Regions from separate parts of the Gossypium hirsutum genome. Here region 2 is linked to region 1. A link is a contact called in public Hi-C data. All regions are on one chromosome and are shown on one strand. The core of a region is the stretch at or near the end of the contact, and the rest is flanking DNA. Distances in the headings are between cores, read along the strand shown.

Region 1 (6,578 bases), core at 1,273-3,772:
CCTGAACCAATAGCAAGTTGTGAGCACTGAATATAAACATCAACCACACATATCCCCAAACATAATAAATAATTCAGCATAAATTAAGGGACCAGTAGTTGTAATAAGTACTTCCAATGCCTAGAATCTTACCACTGGACTTGTCTTGCCTTATCATAGAAGAAGCCCCTAGATCAATCAACTTGTTTTGGCTCTCATCAACCACTGTATTCTCCAGATCAACTTTTTCTGTCTACAAAATAAAGTACAAATAGCAGTTTCTTAGCAGAAGACAAAAATGAGAATTAAAAACTTTGTTTCAGAAGTTTTTAATTCTGAAAATTAAGCAATTTTAAGTTTTTAATTCTCCACAAGTACATTTGCATGAAAGTTAAAAAGGAAGTGAAAGTACTTTGAGCAGAGTAATTTTAAGTTACTTTTCCATGTACATGTTGATATTCTCAAGGAAAAACAACACGAAAAGGACACCCCATAAAAGAGTCCCCTCCCTCCCCCCTCCCCCCTCCCCCGAGAAAAAAAAAACAAAACAAAAAAAGAATTACAAATTTTATCTGTACTCATGCTACTTGGTCAAAAGAATGCTCACATGTAATTAAATTATATCAACTGCAAGTTGAGGAATTTTAAAATTCTTCCACTATGAAGTAAAACCTTTGGATTACTCGAAGGCCACACACATCACATTTAATTTGCTCCATCAAATAGCCTACCACCAAATATCACCGATCCAACCACCAGCACAACTGCTACTGTCACCGCCATCAATGCCATACAAGTTCCACAACAAATGTCTCGCTATATTGACATTTATTTTATCTCGAATCAACCACAACACCACCAACATTTTATAAACTAAAGAGATGGAGACATATAAGACCAGACTCCTCTCAACTTCTATAACAGAGTATTAGCAAGAGGCACTACCGCCAAAAAAAAAAAAAATCTCCCCCCCCCCCTCTTATAAAAGCAAAATATCATCAAAATATTCCTTCATGATATCCTAAATATCATACCCCTTTATAATCTCTATGAAGAAAAAAAAAAGGGAAATCAATGAATTTGTTTTGAAAAAATCAATCAAGTTTTAATCAAATTGAATGAATAGGTATTGTATTATAATTAAGATAAACACATACCTCTAATTGACGCAAGGTATCAATGAGAAGACTTTGTTTCTGTTTAAGCAACACTAGATGGTTCTGCAATGCCGAGAATTCACTCTTCATAATCTGTTCACTATCTTGGATAGCCAATTCGTGTACCCTTTCCTGCATCAGCCGTTGCCTCAACTTTTCAGTTGAAACCGCCACATTGTCCATCGGAGCCATGAGCTCGCTATTTGACATCCTAGGAAACATATCTTTAACCGCCTGAAGCGCCTCCACCCACGCAACCCGATCATCCCGAGCCTCGGCTCGTAAATGAAGCCTCTTAGTTCCGGTGAAGATCGAGAATCTCTTATCATCTGATCTGCTCTCCCTTATAGAGGAAACCTGAGAAAAATTCAAGAATCAAATAATTGAAAAACCAAATCAAATTTGTTTTTGTTTTATTTTCCATTAATTCATTAATATTTCTATTTTTTAACCTTTAGGTGGACTTCACCAAAGGGTTTCCGACGGTTTTGGGAATGACGAGAAATGGAATTGCGATGTCGGGAGATAAGACGGAGAGATTCTTCGCCGATAACTTTGGATCCTCTTTCCGTTTCTTGGCTAACGACGATTTTATCAGGACCGTGGATTTTATAATATGATAAAACTCCGTCCTGCAAAACGAACCATCTCGGTTTCCAACCTTTCCCGTAATTCACCCATTTGTAAAGCACTCCCGATATTCCGTTCCCCACGATGTTGTTTATCTTCACATCCACTTGCGGCGGAGGAGCCGGAGCCGGAGCCAGATTCAGAGCCTTCGAAACCTCTCTTCCCAACGGTGTCCCATTTCTCTGGCTCATCCGATTCAAATCCACGCTACTACTACGGCGATGTTGATTGTTCTGATTTTGATCGGACTGGCACAGGATTTGGACCGTAGATCGAACCGAGTTGGATCTAAATGAAGAGCCGGAAGAGGAAGTGGTCGTTACGGTAGTTACAGGTGGATGAGGAGGCATGGCGACGTTGTCGGGTAAAGGTTTGACTGGGGAATGATCCGATACGGTGGAAATACAACAGAGAGGATGCATAGAATTGAACTTGCTTTTCTTTTTATTTAATAAAATGAAAGAATTAGAAGATTCCAGTAATGACGACGGCTGACGTCGCGTCGGAGCACGGTGGTTGCAGTTAAGCTTTTCATGGAACTGTTATTTTTTCTTGGATTGGCGTTTTTCAAAAGATTTCCTTTTCTTTTCTGCAGAACAATTTGCAGAGACGGTTACAAAATGACAGAAAAAAAAAACGACGGCGTTTTGAGCAAAGAAATTGGGCGTTGGAGTGAAGTTCGGCGGAGTATCCCGTGAGAGAGAAAAATCCGGTGAGGTTGAGTACTGGTTTGATTTGAATGAAGACTCTTAATAACGACGCAACGGATTGTCGATTTTTAAGGAGCTAAAAATCAGATAAAATTAAATTTGATGATTTGTGTGTATACATATTTTTTTATGGATTTATATCTTTTTTTTGTCATTTTAATTTAGATATTTTATGTATAAATTTTAATTTTTTTTGTCATCAATGTATTTTTAACTTATAATAATGATTAATTTTTTCGTCGTTGAAATACGTACAAATCGAATTTTAACCACATAATTAAAAGTTGAGTTGAGAAACCATCACATCGTATCTCTAAGTTGATCTCATTTATATTTTTGTAAATTTTATATAATAAAATTATTAAAAAAACAATATAGAAATCAATTATGTGTTTGGTTAAAATGATAAGGTTAAGATAATAGAAGTTTTTCGAGATAAAATTTTATTATAATAATATATATTTTTTAAGATAAGTCGAAACTCAATTGAAAGTTGGTATGAACTAATTTAAAATTTTAAATAATAGTATATAACAGAAAATTTTAAAATTGAAATATGACAATTGGATTGGGAAATAAAAATAATAGATATTATCTTTTAAGTTAAGGTAAGTTTAGATGGACGATTAAATTCGGTGTAGAATATTCATTCAAACCCACCTGTAGAAGGAAGGGCGTTGGATTGAATGCGGAAAGAAGTAGTTGAAGGGAAGAGTGGGACGCAGTGAGAATAAGAAAAGTGGAAGAAGGAGAGAAGGAAACGTGGAGGAAAACGAATGGTTGGAAAGATTGACATGAACTAAGCTGAAAGTAGGCTTTTGAGTGTACTAAATAAGGATAAAAGTGGTCCAATTTTCTGTATGCTACTCTAGTGGTAGTTTCTAAATCTTGACTGTCATTTTGCTCCACTCAACGTTACGTATTGCCTCTATTTGTTTTATTTATATCTTTTTAATTATATATTTTATAATTTATAAATACAATACAATTATAAATATAAAACCAAAAAAATTGAATCAAGTTCATACGTTACTTACGCACCCCAAATTTATCGACTCAAATATTCAGAACTTTTATCTTCACCAATAATGTTAATATCTCATTAGTACATGTGATTGGATATATTTATTAGTGTTATAAAAATTTTGATAACATATGTAACGGATACAATTTGATTTTATTTTCTTTTATTCTTCATTTTTTTTTACTTTTCAGTTCGGGATTTGTGATTGTTTCTTTTAACAATATTTTCTTCAAAATTCGAAACTATATTATTTCTATAGGAATGCAATATATCTTACAACTATACCTAACAATTGTTAAATATGATGCAATTTTTTAGAATACATCACGATCATCGTACTGTATATTTTAATATTACTGTTGTAGTTACATGATCAGGGATGAAATGAGGCCCTTTTAGCTCCTAGAAGGTTTAGTTTCCCTTTTTGTCCCTCTTAAAAATTTAGGGTTCATTTTTAATGATTTTAGCATTGATGAAATAAAAAATTATACTTTTGGCTCTTACAGAAAATTATTTATTCAATTTAAATCGCTTTTAACTTCTCCAAAAATTTTAAAAATTATCTCGACCAACCAATACAAGATTTTTTTACTTCACCCTTGTACATTATCCTTTTCTTCTTTCTATTAGATTTTATTGGCTACTAGATCTATCAATATTCAATGTAAAAATTGTGATTTTGATCTTCAAAATTAGCACACAAATAATTCAGATAATGTGGCTCTTTTTTTTTTATTTCTAAAGATGGGATATTAGAAAAGTTACATATGAGTAATTTGGGAACCATAACCCTAATATATAACATTTACAGATTAACTCTAATTTCTAATCAACCCATCATCAATTAGAAATTAGTTACTAGAGTATCTACACATATTTAACCCATATTTTATTTAATAAATAAAGCTCAATAAATCTTAACCAAGTTAGACCACTTTTAATTTGGACTAATCTTTTATGATAATAAATAATAACATGTAATTACTATAATTATATATGTGATGCCTATATTTTTCAACAACCTCCCACTTGGACCACATATATATTAATTACTTTAAAACCGAATTATTGCTTACATGTAAAACCGAATAATCGTCACATGTTTATTACCACAGTTGCACATGTAATTTTGTTAAATATTAACCTTCCTTTAGGCCAATCAATATTAATGTAACTTAAGTTACATGCACACAACCTTTCATATTTTAAAACAAAATAATTTCAATAACAGAGGTCACTTTGGCAACTTATTATTTCAATTAAGTTATTTAAATTTAAAATTTTCATTACAGTTAAAGGTCAAAACTAATTTTTTTTATTGCTTTATAAATTTCAAAATAACTCAAAATAAGGTTGTCTTAATGCCACCATCAGAACCAAAAACCTGAATTTGATGAATTTAATTAAATAATAATAATGATGAATTAGTCATAGAACGAAAACAATTCCTTTTGCCGACTAGACAATTCCATCATTACAGTGTTATGACTGATGCTTAAAAAAACATAATTCGTTTAGATATACACTAAAGCATTCAACATTAAAATTCCCAAAAAAGAAAAACATGGAATATGCAAATAAACAAACAGCAATAGAGCATGCTCTGAGAGAAAAACATCACCAGAACTAATAATTAAAAGTCAACAAAAAAAAAAGAAACCAAAGAAAAATTCCAGCAAAAACTCAAATTCCCAAAGTATATGAATAACATGTTTGTTATTGATTACTCACTTACCATATGCAAATCATAGAGAAAAGCAAAAAAGGGTAACAAAATAAGTGAACAAATAAGGTAGACCACCCAAAGTCCCAACAATAATATATTTATCAAATACACTATAATAACCCAGAAAAGTTCATTAGGCCACATGTGCATACATATGACATCATAATCATAAAAAATTAGTAATCCAATATTATAAACTATATGATTTTTTGAAGTTTTTTTCTTTTTTAAAGGAGGTGGAAACAAAAATTGAAGGCATGACCATGACTTTCAAAGAGCATGGCAGCGACTTTAAGAACGCCAAGAAGTTGATATTTAGATGGATTGGTATAACAAATATGGCTGAAATTACAGCAAAAAGGAGCAAATTCGAGGGATGATCGACACTTAGCAGCAGTAAATTGGAACGAAATTAATGGCAATTGGCAGTGCAATTGGAAGAAAGATTAAAAAGTTAATCAAGAACCGCATAAATCATAAACTTTGATCCTTCTAATAGTATATGAAAATGTTAGATCAATTTATATTTATAAAACCCTAAAACTTTAATTTAAATAATCAAAACCCAAAATTTTTTATCAAGTATCTCAAAGATTCAACATAGTATATAATTGAAATATCATAACCATAAAATTTAAAAATAACAAATCAATCCAAAAATAATAAAGAATCAATTCGTGCTCAATGATTCAACATGATGAGCTCTGGTACCACTTGTTAGAACTGTAAAACCAATATCTGATATAAAATTTTATTAACCATGATCTATCATGTTAAATCATCAATAACAAAACTAAATACGGAAGTGTACTTGAATCCGTTGATTTCTTGAAATATTCAATCTTATGGTTTTGATCTTTCAAATTACCACACAAGTAATTCAGATAATGTAACTCTCTCTTTTTTAAAGATGAGATATTAGAAAAGTTACGCATGTGTAATTTGGGGACCATAACCCTAATATATAAGTTTCGTGCATTAACCCTAATTTCTAATCAACCCACCATCAAGTAGAAATTAGTTACTAGAGTATCTACATATATTTGATCCATACTTAATTTAATAACTAAAGCCCAATAAACCTTAACTAAGTTAAATCACTTTTAATTTGGATTAATATTTTATGTTAGTAAACAATAACATGTAATTACTATTATTATATATGTGATGTCCATGTAACAACCCGTTTTCAGTGAAATCAGAACAATGATTTCGGGACTACAAATCCGAGTTAGAAAGAAAATTTATTTTAATATTATTGTATGGTCTGCATTATGATAGGAATGACGTACAAAAATTTCGATAAGAAAATTTTACCGATTTCATGTTTAATTATAGAAAGGACCAAATTG
Region 2 (7,392 bases), core at 40-2,539, 63 kb after region 1:
TTAAATAAATCACCATGTCAAAATTGGCAACTCTGCATAGCAATGCAAAGACTGCCTTCAAGGTGTGGGAAGAGATATTCCAACACTTGAAACTACACTATGGCTTGTCTCACAAAACCTAACAACAACATCACACCGTGTGAATCAAGTAAGCAAATATAGCAACATGTCTCAAAACTAACAATTACTTAGTTGAATTCGAAATAGTTATAAGCACTCCCCAAAAACAATAGTTTCAAGAAAAGAGACAAATAACATACAAAAATAACTCCCCCCTCAACAGAGCATTTGCCGCATACATTACTCTCCCCTTTTGTAGCCTCAGGGTTTTAGCTGTCATTGTAGTATCCAGATTCTCTGTGTTCTTTTGCATGCTAAACACCACATTCAACAAAAGACATCACATATGTTTCAACATATCAAAATTTTGAGTCCTATCAAAATACCATGCATTAACTCAGTCCAACAAAGAAGAACAAAAATTGTTCTTACAACTCTTCAATAAAGACGGATGTGCAAACATCAGCTTTCACATTAAAAGCTATAATTAACCTAGCATCTCATTAACACAACATAGTACTTACGTCCTTCGCCTCTTTAATGGTTGTCACCTTATTTGCAAACTTCTCGAGCAAGAGATGTAATATCTTTCAAACTAGTTTCACCTCAAAATATTACTTGCCAAAAGTTCAAGCCTCACTAGTTATGTCACAAAATTTAACATAAAATTCAAAGATTGGCTCATTGTTATCAGACATTCGTAAAGATTCAAGGTAAGCTTTTAAGGTTTTGGTAGGCTGACTTTGAAAGTTACTTCATGGATGGTTTCAAGGATATTTCAAGCTTCACGAGATGAGATACACTTTGAAATCTTTATGTATTCTTGTTGATCCACCCCCATTGAAAATAACACACAATGCTTTTGAATTGAAATTCGCTACTTTATCATCTTTGGAGCAATGATGTTTAAACCGGACCGGCCGGTCAGCAAAAAATCGATTGAACAGGGAATTGGAAAATCCGGCGGTTGAACCTCCAACCGAAAAATGGGTAATACCGGTCGGACCGGTTTTTCAAAAAAAAAAAGAGCTTTTTCAGTCTGGGCAAGCCTGATAAAAAAAAAAAAACTAACTCGAGACCCACCCCCACCCAGGCAACCACCACTCTCGTCACTCTCCAGTCTCCAATATCCCTTCATGGCTTCACCATCCGGCTTTCAGCCTCAGATCTGCTTCCGCGTTCAGCCGCCTTCCATCCACTTCTTCCGCCGCCATCCTTGCTGAAAAATGAGAAAGTCAGAAAGATGGGCTTTGACCTTTGGCAGCAGAGGACAAATGATAAATTGAAAAGAGTTAATGATAGATATTTTCAGGTTTTCTTATTTTATTTTGCTTATGGCCTATGGGCCAAAAATAGATGGGCTGATTTAGTATTTTTAATAATTATTATTTTATATTATTAAACACTAAAATGGTCGGTTCAGTCATCAGACCAATTGAACCGAATATCGGTGGTCTGATCGATTTGACCATCGATCTAGTTCTGAAAACATTGCTTTTAAGGCCTAAGTCGTTTTAGCCTTTAGGATATGGACACCATTTGTTTTAGTGTAATGAGATTTCATCGAGTTAGAATTGATCTCCATGTTTTCCCATCAATAGATTGATGAAACCCCTCATCTAAGCTTTCAAACGAATATAATTAGTTTCATCCAAGAGTGATTGACGTATAGTTGAATAGCCTTCCTTCATACCTACCTACAGGACTACTAGGTATAATATCTCACCGAATATCTTGTGTGTAACAGTCCAATTTTGATCCTAATCGGAACAGTGGTTTCGGGACCACAAATTCGAATTAAAAAAAAATATTTTAATATTATTTTGTGTGTTTATGATGTGTGAATTTAATTGTGTGAAATTTTCATGTTTTAATTTTGTCGTTTGAGAGATTGATTAAAGAAAATAGCTTAATCGCGTAAAATGAAAATTTGGGGGTTAAATCTAAAGGTACCAAATTGTTGTTGTCTTTATTAAATGGAGGATTTATAATGTAATAAGGCCAAAATATAGTTAGTGGGTGGCAAAATACAAGTATAGCCTTATATATATGTATATATATATTTATATAAAGGTACTTAATAAAGTAAACTAATTATTAATGTTAGTGTATGTTTAATATATTAAAATTAAAGCATTATTTCTCCATCTTTTGGCTGAAACTAAGAACAAAGAAGATTGTTTAAAAGCTTTAATATATTCGGCACTTGCAAGCTTGATTGAGGTATGAATTTTGTTTTTTTTTTATTATAATTTTTACGCTATACATGCCATAAGATCGAATTCAAAATTTACAAAATACCGAGAGGAGTCAATAGTGTGATAATCTTCTCTGACGATCCCCGAGCTCATAACCAACTTCCAAAATCTATAAAACGAAGAACAACATACACACAGTAAGCTATTTAAGCTTAGTAAGTCATTTTCTTGTTTGTGTTCGGTTTTGGGCTGAATTATGGTTTAAGCATACTTTAATCATGGATTAGTATTTTATGGTTAGTATTTATATGGTAATGTATATATATGTGTGCATGGTGATTTCATTCAAGTGTTTTGGTAATTATGTGGCTGAAGTAATTAAGTTGTTATATTCATTAAGATAAGTAATGTTAAGTTAAGTGTCTAGGTTATGTATTATATATGAAATATATATGATTTGGTTGGATTTAGTAGTTAAGTGAATATAGGGGATGATTTATAAATTGAAGTATGCTTGTAAATGTTGGTGATTAATTACGTTTGGCTTATTGATAGAGTAAATGAATGTATATGCTGTCAAATTTTGATGTACAAATGCAGTCCAATTATATATGTATATGCTATCAAATTTTGATGTACAAATGCAGTCCAATTATATATATGTATATGCTGTCAAATTTGATGTACAAATGCAGTCCAATTATTTATGTATATGCTGTCAAATTTTGATGTATAAATGCAGTCCAATTTTGTATATATGCTGTCTAAATTTTGGTGTGAAAATGCTATCTAGTTTGGTATATAAATGCAGTTCAAATTGATGTATAATAGTTGTCCAAATAGGGTAGACCACCTATGTTGTAATATGTAGTATAGTTAGTAACTTGAAATGAAATATGTGTACAAATAAATGTTTGGAAATATGCTTGGATTTTGATATATAATCATATATGTTTGGAAATGTTTTAAGAATTTGAATGATATTAAATTTTGATTAGGTAAATGATAATGATATGGTTGAAATTTTAAGACATGGTTAGTATATGTAATTTGATTTATGATGCATGTTTGATTTTAATTGGTTATGTGTTTATATATATATGTATATATATATCACTACACCAAAACAGGCTTTTAGCGGTGCTTTTTTAAGCCTTTAGCGGCGCTTTGAGAAGCGCCGGAAAGAACGCCGCTAAAGATCGCGTCGCTAACTTTAGCAGCGTTTTTCGAAACAAACGCCGCTAAAGACCAAGACCTTTAGCGGCGCTTTTACCACAAACGCCACTAAAGACCAAGACCTTTAGCGGCGCTTTTTCCACAAATGCCGCTATAGACCACGACCTTTAGCGGCGCTTTTCCCACAAATGCCGCTATAGAACAAACCTTTAGCGGCGCTTCTCGCAAAAACGCCGCTAAAAATATAACCTTTAAAAAAATTTATTTTAATCAAATAATATTTATTTTTATGATAAATATTAAATTATGTTTTATTTTTTAAATTTGAACTTTAAATATAATTTTTAAGGATAAATAAAAAATATTATTTAAATTAAATTTTCTTTGAAAATTTTAAATTTAAAACTAAATATAAAAATTAATAAATTTAATTTTAGAATTTAAGATAATAAATTAATAACACAATTAAAATCCAAAAGTTAGAACTCAAGTTGTCATAAATATTAAAGTAAAAATAAAAATTTAAAATCAAAACTAAAATAAATAATACATATGAAAAATTAAAACACAGACAGTAATGAAAAATTAAACACCACACATAAAATTACACAAACAGTAACGAAAAATTAAACACCACACATAAAATTTATCAAACTAGTTAAGAAATACATGGTGCAGCCATGCAGTATAAATACAATAGAATCATAGGGTAATTTTCCATAAATATCTTCAGAGTACCAAGAACAATTTGTCACAAAATTATAAAACATGATAAAAAAAAAAAAGAACAGGTAGCAGACAAGCTATTTGTTACTTTTTGTTTTGCTTCCAAGGCTTCCTCAACTGCCTTCATCTTGGCAACAGAATCATCTTCATCATCCCTGCTTAAGAAAACAAAGAACCTATTGTTAAACAATTTAGAACTTGAAAAAGAAAAGAACCATGTTACTCGGACTTAGGTATGAGAAATACACAAAAAACAAACAAATAGGTCTGTCTATTTGTTTTGAAAAAAAATACACAAAATATTTGATATAATCTGCTCAAAAGATATTAATCATGTTACCTTTCAACCCCAAACAGCTTGAAAGAGTAAAGCAAAAAAAAAAAACAGAACCCCATTAATTCGAGCCTATGAACTAGTATGTAACTAAGTGCAAATACTGTGTATAAGGCACACGTACATAGCACATGTGCATAAAACAACTTAAACTAGGTTATTTGCAAGAAAATACCATATTTTACTTTGTTTCATTCAATGATATTCAGCATATATATTGACATTCGGATACAAATACCCATGTTACTCCAACTCTTCATTTTCTGAAGTACCTGTGTCTGGCATCCATATATACATATGTTTCGGACATAAGAATTGGGCGGCAATCCTCCAAATGTATAGGAAAATATAAATAAAATTGAGCATACCTGTGTTAGACATATACCCCACCCAACAGTCATCCTTGAGTCTGAGTAACATAAGTCTTAACCACAATGCAAACTTAAAAGTGCCAGTTTCTTTTGCAATGCAACCAACATTTTTCATTGATCCACATGGAGGGCTCAGCAAAACTACGGAACATGCTCAACGGTATGTCCAAGGGTATATCACATGTATGATCGAAGAAATATTTAAGTATCATCATATATGTTTGGAAATATTACAGTGCTATCTACCTTAATTTCATAACCTCTGAGCCGTCTCATTGTCAAATCCTGAGCAGGAATCTGCAAACAGAAAAATCACTAAGATAAAATCAATCTCGCAAAAACAATGTCCTTGAATGCAGGAACTACCTAAGCAGGATATCATATGTTTCCAACAAAGACAGAGAACCTACTTATTAAAGCCAAATAGACAATAAACAAACAAACAAATAGATTAAGCTGTAAACAAATAGACAGACACATTAACCTACATATTAAAGCCAAATAGACAATAAACAAACAAATAGACAGAGAACCTACTTATTAAAGCCATATAAACCCCGTGTTGCGACATACATTGGCAGGCCACCCTGTGAAACAAATAGACAGTATATCGATATTTTTCATACCAAAGCTTATCGGTTTAGGATCCCTGCGATTATTTTCATGTTCATTTCTTTTCAAAACAACTTTAGTTACCCTTCATATGTATGAGTCAATCGATAAGTGGTTCTATTAAATATACGTGGTTGACGAATGTATTCCAAAGTAATACACAAAAAATAAGGGGCGAGAGCCTAATATACAAGTATTGTAGGAATCAACATGAAGAAAATAGCACATTGAAAAAAAAAACGTAAACATCTACACAATTTGAAGTACCTAAAAACAGAGATTCATAAGAAGAAACTTCCAATTCTACCTTCAAACAATAAATTCTTTAAGCAGAGTACATTTCTTCAGTAATCACATTATTTTGAACAAACAAACATAAACCTTTGGCAGATGAAAGGAATATGAAAGATAAGCTTTTTTACACAATACTAAAGATAAACAAATTAGAATGACATTGATAAATTAAAAAATAAGAGATATGCAATTAGAATGACAGATATGAAATAAATTTAACTGCTTTTTTTTTTAATTCAAAACGTAGATGCCAAATGATAAAAGAAATAGATAATTAAGATATTGAAACCTTTACGGTAGGACTATTAAACTGGATATGCTGCGACTTTGACTGTAACTACAGCTGGAAAAGATAGGGTGACAAAATAGAGTTTACTTAATTATGTAAAAGTAAGGGAGGTTACGCAAACCAACTTCACAGATGAGCTTTCTATTAAGGACAATCTACTTTTTGTAAGACACATGGAAGAAAATAATAACAATAAACATCTAAATCAAATGCATTATTCAATTTAAAATAGTGCCTTTGCATCTACCTTTACCTGAAAAAGCAAGTGGTGATTCTATGTACTAATTTAAACCTATAAGACATTAGGCAAGTTCATCCCACAAACAAATTATTTATCATCACCATAGAACTATTTTTATTTAAAATAATCTACAGAATCTAAATAAGAAAATGCACATTTATCTTCCCACAAACAAATTATTTATCATCACCATAGAACTAATAGTAACTTAAATTCAACTTCGTTTCTTAACTAATTAGTAACAACAGAATCATAATAATAATAATAATAATAATAATAAAACTAGTGTACCTCACCATTACTTAATAAAAAAACTAACAAAGCAATTTGAACTTTTACATAATTAAGTAGCAAAATAGAAGTTAGATCCCAAACTTATATCATCACTCAACCAAAATAATATTTCATTGCATTAAAAGAGGTACTTTGATAGTTCACTAATAAAAGAAGCCAGCTCTGAACAATGGTTCAATTTTCCTTTTGCCAGACCAAAATAACATAAACATTATAATAATTGAAAAAAAGGAACATACCTGGAAGTACATTCTGAGAGTGTCTGAAGGAGAAACAGGAACAGAAACAGACTCTTGTTCGGCGACAGTTGTTTCTTCTCGTTCTTGTTCAACAACAGCTGTTTCTTCTTCTTCTGCAGACTTGAGTTTCCAAGTACCGTAAAGAGTTTTGCTGTTTTTGAAGGATAATGTTAAGTTGTTGGAAGAAAAGGTGGAAACTTTGGTCTGAAAATGGATAGAATTTGGATAAAAGAAGAGGTTTTTGGGAGATTTAAAATGGGTTTTGGAGAATAAATGCAAAGGAGTTGAAAATGCTGAAATTGTTGCCATTTGGTCTTCAAAATTTGTGCTTTTGGATGAGAGAACTAAGAAAAAATTTGGGGGGAAATTTGGGGTTTTTTCATTTTTGGGTTTTAGGGGGGAAATTTGGGAAAAAAAGCAAAACGCCACTAAAAATAAAATTAAGGAAACTTTACGTTTTGAATTTTGTGGCCTTTTTTTATAAAAACGCCACTAAAAATAAAATTAAATTTCTACCGTGAAACTTTACGTTTTGAAAAATTCAATGCGTATTTACGA

What was found. A called contact is a pair of places that touch in the nucleus more often than the background predicts.
Region 2: a Hi-C map of leaf shows a contact between it and region 1, with 4 times the contacts expected there. The contact joins the enhancer-like site here to the promoter of LOC121217902 in region 1. A contact is called at or near these places in 3 of 34 Hi-C or Micro-C datasets (all in leaf).

The regions. Positions count from the first base shown.
Region 1 is chrD05:26,563,581-26,570,158 of Gossypium_hirsutum_v2.1, forward strand. LOC121217902 (oxysterol-binding protein-related protein 1C) reads right to left here and starts at 2,523. Exons shown (of 10, transcript XM_041094497.1): 1 at 1,589-2,523; 2 at 1,137-1,493; 3 at 133-232. The coding sequence starts at 2,188.
Region 2 is chrD05:26,627,777-26,635,168 of Gossypium_hirsutum_v2.1, forward strand. It overlaps LOC107905220, which reads right to left and starts at 7,257. Exons shown (of 3, transcript XM_041094502.1): 1 at 6,835-7,257; 2 at 5,112-5,162; 3 at 4,051-4,318. The coding sequence starts at 7,143. The coding sequence ends at 4,310. Within about 2 kb of position 1,290, at least 6 of the 9 cell types and tissues checked have an H3K27ac peak or open chromatin away from gene starts, as enhancers often do. A contact at or near this core is called in leaf, where this site is marked.